2 separate regions of the Ovis aries genome follow, and region 2 is linked to region 1. A link is a contact called in public Hi-C data. All regions are on one chromosome and are shown on one strand. The core of a region is the stretch at or near the end of the contact, and the rest is flanking DNA. Distances in the headings are between cores, read along the strand shown. Region 1 has its middle 130 kb from the start of MKI67. Region 2 has its middle 450 kb from the start of MGMT.

Region 1 (3,791 bases), core at 972-3,471:
CTGACCCTAGCGCCCAGCAGGCATTATCTTGTGGCTCAACCATGTTTGGTAGTTATGTGGCTCTCAGAACCCACATCGGGTCTGGCCGGTTCCTGCAGAGATTAGTGGGAGTTTCTCTCTCTCTCACTGGACTCATCACTTCATGAAGACAGAAATGAGGGGCCCTGTTTACTTAGCACATCCTAAGCCTCAGTGAAAATTTTCTGGATAAAGAAATGAGGGCCTCCAACCAATAAAAGCCTTCAGGTGGGCACAGTGGAAAGGTGTCCAGCATATTAGGTTTGCCAGGCAGGAATGAACAGAGCGGTAAGCAGTGCAGGGAAGCCCAGCTCGTGGACCTCAGGCACGAGCCTATAGATGTTAAGAAGGAAAGAACAATGAAAAACAGCTCAGTGTATCACAGAAATAGTAATAAACGTGAGTTTGGGTATGAAGGTGAACTAAGGTGAAAATAATTTTTTCTTGGATGTCAAGCAAATTTTTTTCACAGTTCTCCCAAAAAGCCCAAGCTAACTACACTGAATAATAAAAAGCGGAGCAAACATCAGTGATGGAGTCAGTGTTTTCTCTTTCAGGCATACATGTACTCAAGACGACAAGGTGGCCATGTTTCCCTGACTGTCCTTTCGCAGCCCCATGGACCGTTGTTGAGCAGATGGCTGAGTCTCCACACGCTCCCTGATGGGGGCAGCCTAACTCAGGAATCCCCAGTCCAGGGGCACCTACCCATACCTGGCAGTGATGTGTCCCCCCAGAGTTGCTTGCTCCAAGGCATCCTTGCCTTCAACTAGGTCATGGGCACTTGGTGAGCAAGACCCTGAAGCCCACTAAGTGCCTTGACATTTGTTTATATAGTATTCATGGAGCCAGCAGCTGAAGCAGGCCCATTGCAGGAATAGTAGAAAGGACAGCTAAATGTTGAAGGTTCTGGAAACCTTCCAGGAAGATTCAGCAATACGGGCTGCTCCGCAGATCACCCTGGGAGGCCCAGGCAAATCGTTTTCCCTACCCACCTGTCCCAGGCCCTCTCTCTGCATTCATTCAGAGCACCACCTCTGCCATGAAGTACCCTTCTCCCCAGGGCTCCTTCTAGAAAAATTATTCTCAGTCGTTAAGGCCTAAATCAGGTCACTACTCCTGCTGGGGAGGCTTTCCCAGATGTTTCCAGTCTCCCTTTCTTTCTGCACTCCCACAGAAAGTTGCACCAGTGGCTCACCTCTGCACAGGTGTGTGTTGGTGAGGCTTCTCCTGGGGCTGGCGTGTACGTAGCTGTCTCACGTGCCAGGGTTGTGCTTCTAAAGACAGAGGAGCCACATTGCCTTCATCACAGCATCACCTGGGCCTGGCAGCATCTCAGCAGGGTCAGGCAGGTACTCAGAAGATGCTTGGTGAAAAGGAGGGGAGGGAGGGCAGAGGGAGGGATAAGGATTTGAGAGTCACCCGAGGCAGGTCCTTCTTGTTCCTAAGTTATTGGAACTCTAAACCTAACCCTAACCCTAATTCTTGTATGTCTGCTTGTCTCGAGTTTTAATCTTAATTTTTTGTGTCTTAATTTTATCAAAAAAAATTCAAGGGCTTTTTGCTTGTTTTAACTGAGATGTAACTGACATATAACATTGTATTAGTTTTAGGTATATAGCATACTCCATATCTGTATATACTGTGAAATTATTACCACAGTGAGTCTAGTTAATATCCATTATTGGTACTCAAGTATACATTTTTTTCCATTCAGTTTTTTTTTTATATATATAGCAAATGAATATACAGTGAGTATTTTCGCTGTCACAAAAGATGAAAATCTCTTACACTCCGGGCCCCTACCCTCAACTACCCAAAAAGAGGTCAGACCAAAACATCCAGGCTCAAGGCTATAGAAAAATGAGAAATCAGATCTTAGATTCAGGGGCTAGAGTGCTAGGTGGACCAGAGCCGAGCAGGGATGGATGGGCTCAGGCAGGTGCCCACAGATGGAAGGGGCACAGCCCTGACCCCAAACCCAGAAATCAGAGAGGAGAGGGCGACAGCCTCAAGCTGCAGTAGCCCTGGGGGCAGGCACCGTCCGGCTCAAAGCCTGGGGCCCCCACACTGTGCCCGAGCGGAGATGCCCGGCTCTCTCCAGGGATGGCACCGACGCAGAGTGGCCTGGCCCAGGGAACGGACTTCAGGGCTGGGCTGAACCCCGCTGAGCCTTGTGCCCTGAACAGCCTGTGATGTGACCCCCTGTCCACATTGTTATCGTTGTTCACTTGCTCAGTCGTGTCCAACTCTCTGTGACCCCACAGACTGCAGCACATCAGGCTTCCCTGTCCTTCACCGTCTCCCAGAATTTGCTCAAACTCATGTCCACTGAGTCAGTGATGCCATCCAGTCAACCCTGTCCACAGCACCTCCCCGGGTTTCTTTCTGCTGCTGAGAAGCGGGAGATGCTCCTAGGAGCCTGGCAGAGAGGGCTGGGGGCTGAGTGCCTGACTTCCCGCCACCCCCTCCCAGGGCCCCCTCCTTCTCTCTTGCGACTCCTTCCATGTGCCTGCACAGCTGGCAATTCTTTCTGCAAGCATCCCTTTGCTTGTTTCATTTCTGTCGCTCAGCTCACTGTAAATCCCAAGGGGCAGGGCTGGTGCTATCTCACGCACCCCAGTCTCTCCAGGAGACACAGGCCCCAGTGTCTCCAGGGCCTGACACGCTACTCCACACACAGTAGGTGCTGAGGGGATGTTCACTGCTTGGAGCCATAGCTCTCTCCAGTAACTAGTGTCTGGCTTTGCTCCCTCTGGAGACAGAAGGGAGGGCCCAGCAAAGCCCAGATAACATCGGGGTTTTTGGACGATGCCTCTTATCTTTCTCAGAAAACATCTTTCATGGAGCAGATTTCATCACTCGCACAAAGCAAATGATTTCAGCGGCTCCTCCAAATATAATTTTCAAAACACAAATTAGTAGCGCCATACACATGGATAAATGTCTCGCTTGACTCTTCGATGCCAAGGAAGGATCCAGTGTGAGCCGCCCAGCTCAGCAGGGTGTCTGCATGCAGATTCTCAGCAGGGCAGGCCCTCTGGCCTGGAGGGGAGTCACCCTGATTGCCCGGAAAAGTTGGGCCACCGCAAATCTCTGTTCATGTACACTGTGGGAATGTACATAAACAAGACACAGACAGCCCCAAATGCCAAAATTAAAGAACTGTTTCTTTCCAACAATTTGGTCTGCAGCTCTGACTATTATCTGGGGATAAATCAGTTTGCAGCAGCCGTAGACAGCCATTTCCGTGAGATTCCCGCGCAGCTTAACTGGAGAAGCGTGTTAAAAGTTAAAGGACCTTCATCACATTAAGAACATGAATTTTTCTAACCATAAATTTATTTCACTGAATTCCTGAGCCATAGAGTCACCCTGCACTCTTCCTTGTAAATCAGAGGGGGTGTACCCACTTCCTGATGTTTGCCAATTTGCTGTTTTTCCTGTAATTAGGAAAAAATGCAACTCACTAGAGTTACAAGCCCAGAGGAGATCGCAGGATTGAGCTGAGTTGTTTAATATCTGCCTGGACTTGATGCTTTGTAAAGAGGGGGGTGGGAGTTAAAAGGGCAAAAAGAAATGATTATCTAAACACAGGGTGATGAGACCTAACGTCAGACGTGGTCACCGGGCCCCTCAGAGTGGCTTTGCTCTGTCCCCCTAAATGTGCGGGGCCATCCATTTATGATACTTAGTAGAGAGGGGACGCAGGGGTTAGGAATATTAAAGCTAACAGAAGTAAAACTTGAAAGTCCTGGGGAAATGTGCCTGCT
Region 2 (3,766 bases), core at 693-3,192, 720 kb before region 1:
CGCTATGTGGGTGAAAAATCCCTCACCATATGTTTCCTCACTGGAATGCCTCGTCTTGCAAAATTACAGGAACCGAAGCTTAAAAACACAATTAGGTAGTTTAAAATGAAGTATTAAAGAAATATCGCGTCTATTCCGATGCCTGCCATGTTTTCTTCCTCTCTCCCTTTTTTGGTCTTGTTTTGTTCTTGGAGGATTCAAAAAGCCTCCCCTGTATTTGATTTTTATACTAATCATGCCCCATATTTTTCGGATTATGTTATATAGGCTGTGGTTAAATTATAAATGAAAGGGTGAACTACCAGACTTCTTGTCATAACAGCAGCTTTTATGTTGTTACAGAAAATGCAAAAAAAAAAAAAAAGGTGTTTTGTGTTGAAGGGTCCCCTCGCTTATTTTGTGCCGCTTAATGTATGTGGGCAGACAAGCACAGCAATTTGTAGAAATGTTTTTTGCAGTATTTTGAAAATTACAGCACCCTCTCCATCCTCTGAGGGGAAAATGAAAGAAAACTAAATACGCAGTGCATAAATATAGCTGGAGCCTAACAGCTCTCCCCGCTTCTCCTGGCTTTACGCATTCCTTCTCACAAAACGTGCTTACACACACACTGGGGCACGCACGCACAGACACACACGCAGAGCCTCCTTCAAGTTCAGTTCTTTACCGAGGTATAAGCTGAATCAACGGTTTCACATGGTAGCAACATAAAAACTGCCTTCCCCACTTCCCAGTGCCTCCCTCAACTGTTTCAAGAGAAAGAAAAGGCAACCAAAAGCCAACAGGACCAGTGTTAAAAGAAAAAAAAAAGGAACCAAGTAACGGCTTGTAATCTCTCTCTGTTTTTGTTTCCCCGTTAAACTTACTTCAAATTCACTAAACATGAAAAACCAGTAAAGTATTTTATAGATGCCTTGTATCACACTGCTCAAAGCACTTGACTGAAAGGCTACTTTATGTCCTGATCCTGGTGGGCTGGAGTTTTAAGATAGAATTTATGCTCAGCAAATTGATGAAATATTTCATTTATAGGCTGTGGCATTTTAGGTCTGTTGTAACCGCATCACTTAAAGGACTTTGCTATGGAGCAGGCACGAAGAATGATTTTCTGCATTAAATCCACTACCGGGCTGAACCGTTTTAATTTGCCCCCAAACTTCTGCCAACTGGAAGGCGGGTAAGAGGTCAGACAAGCCTGAGGAACCGGATGGATTATCTCTGTGCATGAACTCATTCATTGGGCTCTTTCTAATGGAAGGCGAGATTTCATAGTATCTGCTGGAGTTACTCAGATGCTTTTCATAAAGAGCAGATCCTATGCAAAAATCAATAGCATAGCTTATGCCCTTCATTTGTAGATAAGTGTATTCTTGAATGTCTGAAGGAATATTTGATGTGGAACTTAAAACAGGGCTGGAAAATATCTTTGCTTTTAATTGCCTCTCGCTCTGCAGTGAAGTGAGCCCCTTCGCTGTGGAAGCGGAGTTGAGGGTACCCCGGTGATCGCCTCCTTTCTGTTCTGCAAGGTGGGCTCCCCTCCTGCTCCCCCGGAACCAGCCTTAAGGATTGTTTCTTCCTTTTTTTTTTTTTTTTGGCTTCATTGGATGAACTGTCTTCCCGAGATAACAAACCTTCTTCTGCAGCACTTGGCGGAGTTTGGTTAGGGGCTACCTCTGAGCAACGTGAACTTGGCCTTGCTGGTGTCTGACGCTAATACCTTCCCTCCTGTTCCGAATCAGGGTGTTCAGGAAACAGCCTGGAGCCATACAGCTGATGATTTCACCAAATTTGCATCTGTTCAACAGTAATGGGGATGGCTTCCACAAATGCTCCCAGGCTCTAAAGAGACGCTAAGTGGTTGTTTCTAGTTCCTTCCCTCACCCCTCCCAGGAGAGTCGCTTTCCATCTCAGCCACTCCCAGCCTCACGTGGAAGAGCTGATGGGCAAGGCCTGCCCGGGGCCTGGCAACCTGTCCCTGTGGTCAGCCGCAGGCTGGCCGGGCTCAAGGTCCTGGCCGGGGGGCTGCCTTCCCTGGCTCCAAAGCTGGGGGTCTCCAGAAGGAGGGCCCACCCGTCCCCAGGGGCTGGGCGGATGCACACACCGGGCCTGCCGCGAGGGAAGTAGGGCTTGGAGAGATCTGGGGCTGGGGTCTCAGGTGCGGCTTAGGGGCCAGGGGGGCCTGGACAAGGGGGCTCAGCTTGGGGAAGTCGGGGGAGGAGACGGCCCCCAGGGCCGGGGTTCTGCATGTCACTAGGATTTGGGCTTGGGCCGAGGGGGCCCGGGTTGTCCCAGAGCAAATATTTTTTTAATGTGGTTTTGATTAAAAATAGGATAAAGTTTTGTGTCCTGAAAATGTACCAGATGCTTGTTGTAATTTTTTAATGACCTTCTGCCAGCCCCTGAGCCGGTCAGTTTGGCCACGGCTGTACTGCGGTCCAGTGAGTCAGATCCGCTGGTCTCTGCTGGCGGCCGGGCCTTGATCAGAGCGGCAGGCTGGCAGCTCTGGGTCCTCCGGGACTCTGGGTTGGGGTGGGGGATTTCCAGGAGGGAATGTTTTGGTGGGTTTGGTCTATTTTCCAAAGCTGTTTAGGAGACCCGAAAAACAGAGCCCAGAGCTGCCTCCGGCCCCACCCTCCCCTCTGCATCTCCCAGGTGTGGGGGCTTGGGCAGGGCCAAGGTGCCCCTTCCCCTTCCTGCAGGGCCTTCCCGGCTCTGTGAAGCTTTGAGGGACCCGCATTAGCATCCTCTGGGCCTGAGGGTGGATGCGGGCTGGGCTTTTTCCCGCAGGTGTGTCCTGCAGCCTTGAGAGTGCCCGTGGACGTGGCCTTGCACTTCTTGAGAGCAGCCTTCTAGGAGGTTCACATGTCGGGCTTGTGTGAACTAGCTGATCCACTTGTGCTCTGGGAAGCTACAGAGAATTCTTTCCAAACCATGCTTGGAAAAGTACAGTTTTTTTTTTTTTTTTTTAATGTGTTTTAGACATACACAACAGGGCTTGAGTTTCTTTCCTTTAAAATGACTCCGCACTGTATCAGTCCTTCAGTTGGATTAAAGGTCACAGTATTCTTCATTTTTCTGTCGAGCAGATTTAGGACAAAATTCAGTTTCTCAACACATGACTTGTTCTATTTTTCAGTGTCTGCGGATGTTTATACTTTTATTTTAAAAACTGGTAAGTAACACTGGATCTATTCTCCTTTCCATGGTCCTTTGGGGTCCAAACCAAGCATAGTAAACAATTATTTGAAATAATTTTTCAATGGAAAATCCAAACCAACCTTTTCCAAATTTCATGTTTATGTTGCAAAGATATAACCCAAGGCCTTCATGACATCTTTCTCTAGAAAAACTGAAACAAAGGATGGAGTCTAATCTTTCTCTCTAAAAGGCACATCTCATCACTGACAAGGAGAATAGGAAGAAAGAATATAATGAGACCCATTACCTTGTTGAAACAACAGAGGGCAAATCAAGGAGAAAACCTGGGGAGACAGCAGGGTCTTTAATAAAACCGGGGCCTATAGGAGCTCAGTCAAGCCATCTTCCTGCCAGACAGAGAATTGAAGGTGTACTGAGAGAGCGAAGCTTGGAAACCAGGATGCCCTCACAGGTGTCTTAGGTCTGATGTCCCATAATACTTGCAGCAGGAATTCTACCATCTGAAAAGAATGTAAATTATTGACCATCATTATGACTGGAGACAGTGGATTCTTGGAGTTGCCTGGTCTTGCCATACAAGGTTGCTTGATCACCTGTGTCTGGTGAA

What was found. Hi-C and Micro-C count contacts between places; a contact is called where the count stands out from the background.
Region 2: a contact with region 1 is called in a Hi-C map of omental adipose tissue, with 4 times the contacts expected there. The contact joins two enhancer-like sites. A contact is called at or near these places in 2 of 16 Hi-C or Micro-C datasets (omental adipose tissue and tail adipose tissue).

Annotation. Positions count from the first base shown.
Region 1 is chr22:47,155,686-47,159,476 of ARS-UI_Ramb_v3.0, reverse strand. No RefSeq gene overlaps it. Among named protein-coding and RNA genes, the nearest start is that of MKI67, 130 kb to the right of the region's middle. Within about 2 kb of position 2,221, at least 1 of the 54 cell types and tissues checked has an H3K27ac peak or open chromatin away from gene starts, as enhancers often do.
Region 2 is chr22:47,874,552-47,878,317 of ARS-UI_Ramb_v3.0, reverse strand. No RefSeq gene overlaps it. Among named protein-coding and RNA genes, the nearest start is that of MGMT, 450 kb to the left of the region's middle. Within about 2 kb of position 1,942, at least 1 of the 54 cell types and tissues checked has an H3K27ac peak or open chromatin away from gene starts, as enhancers often do.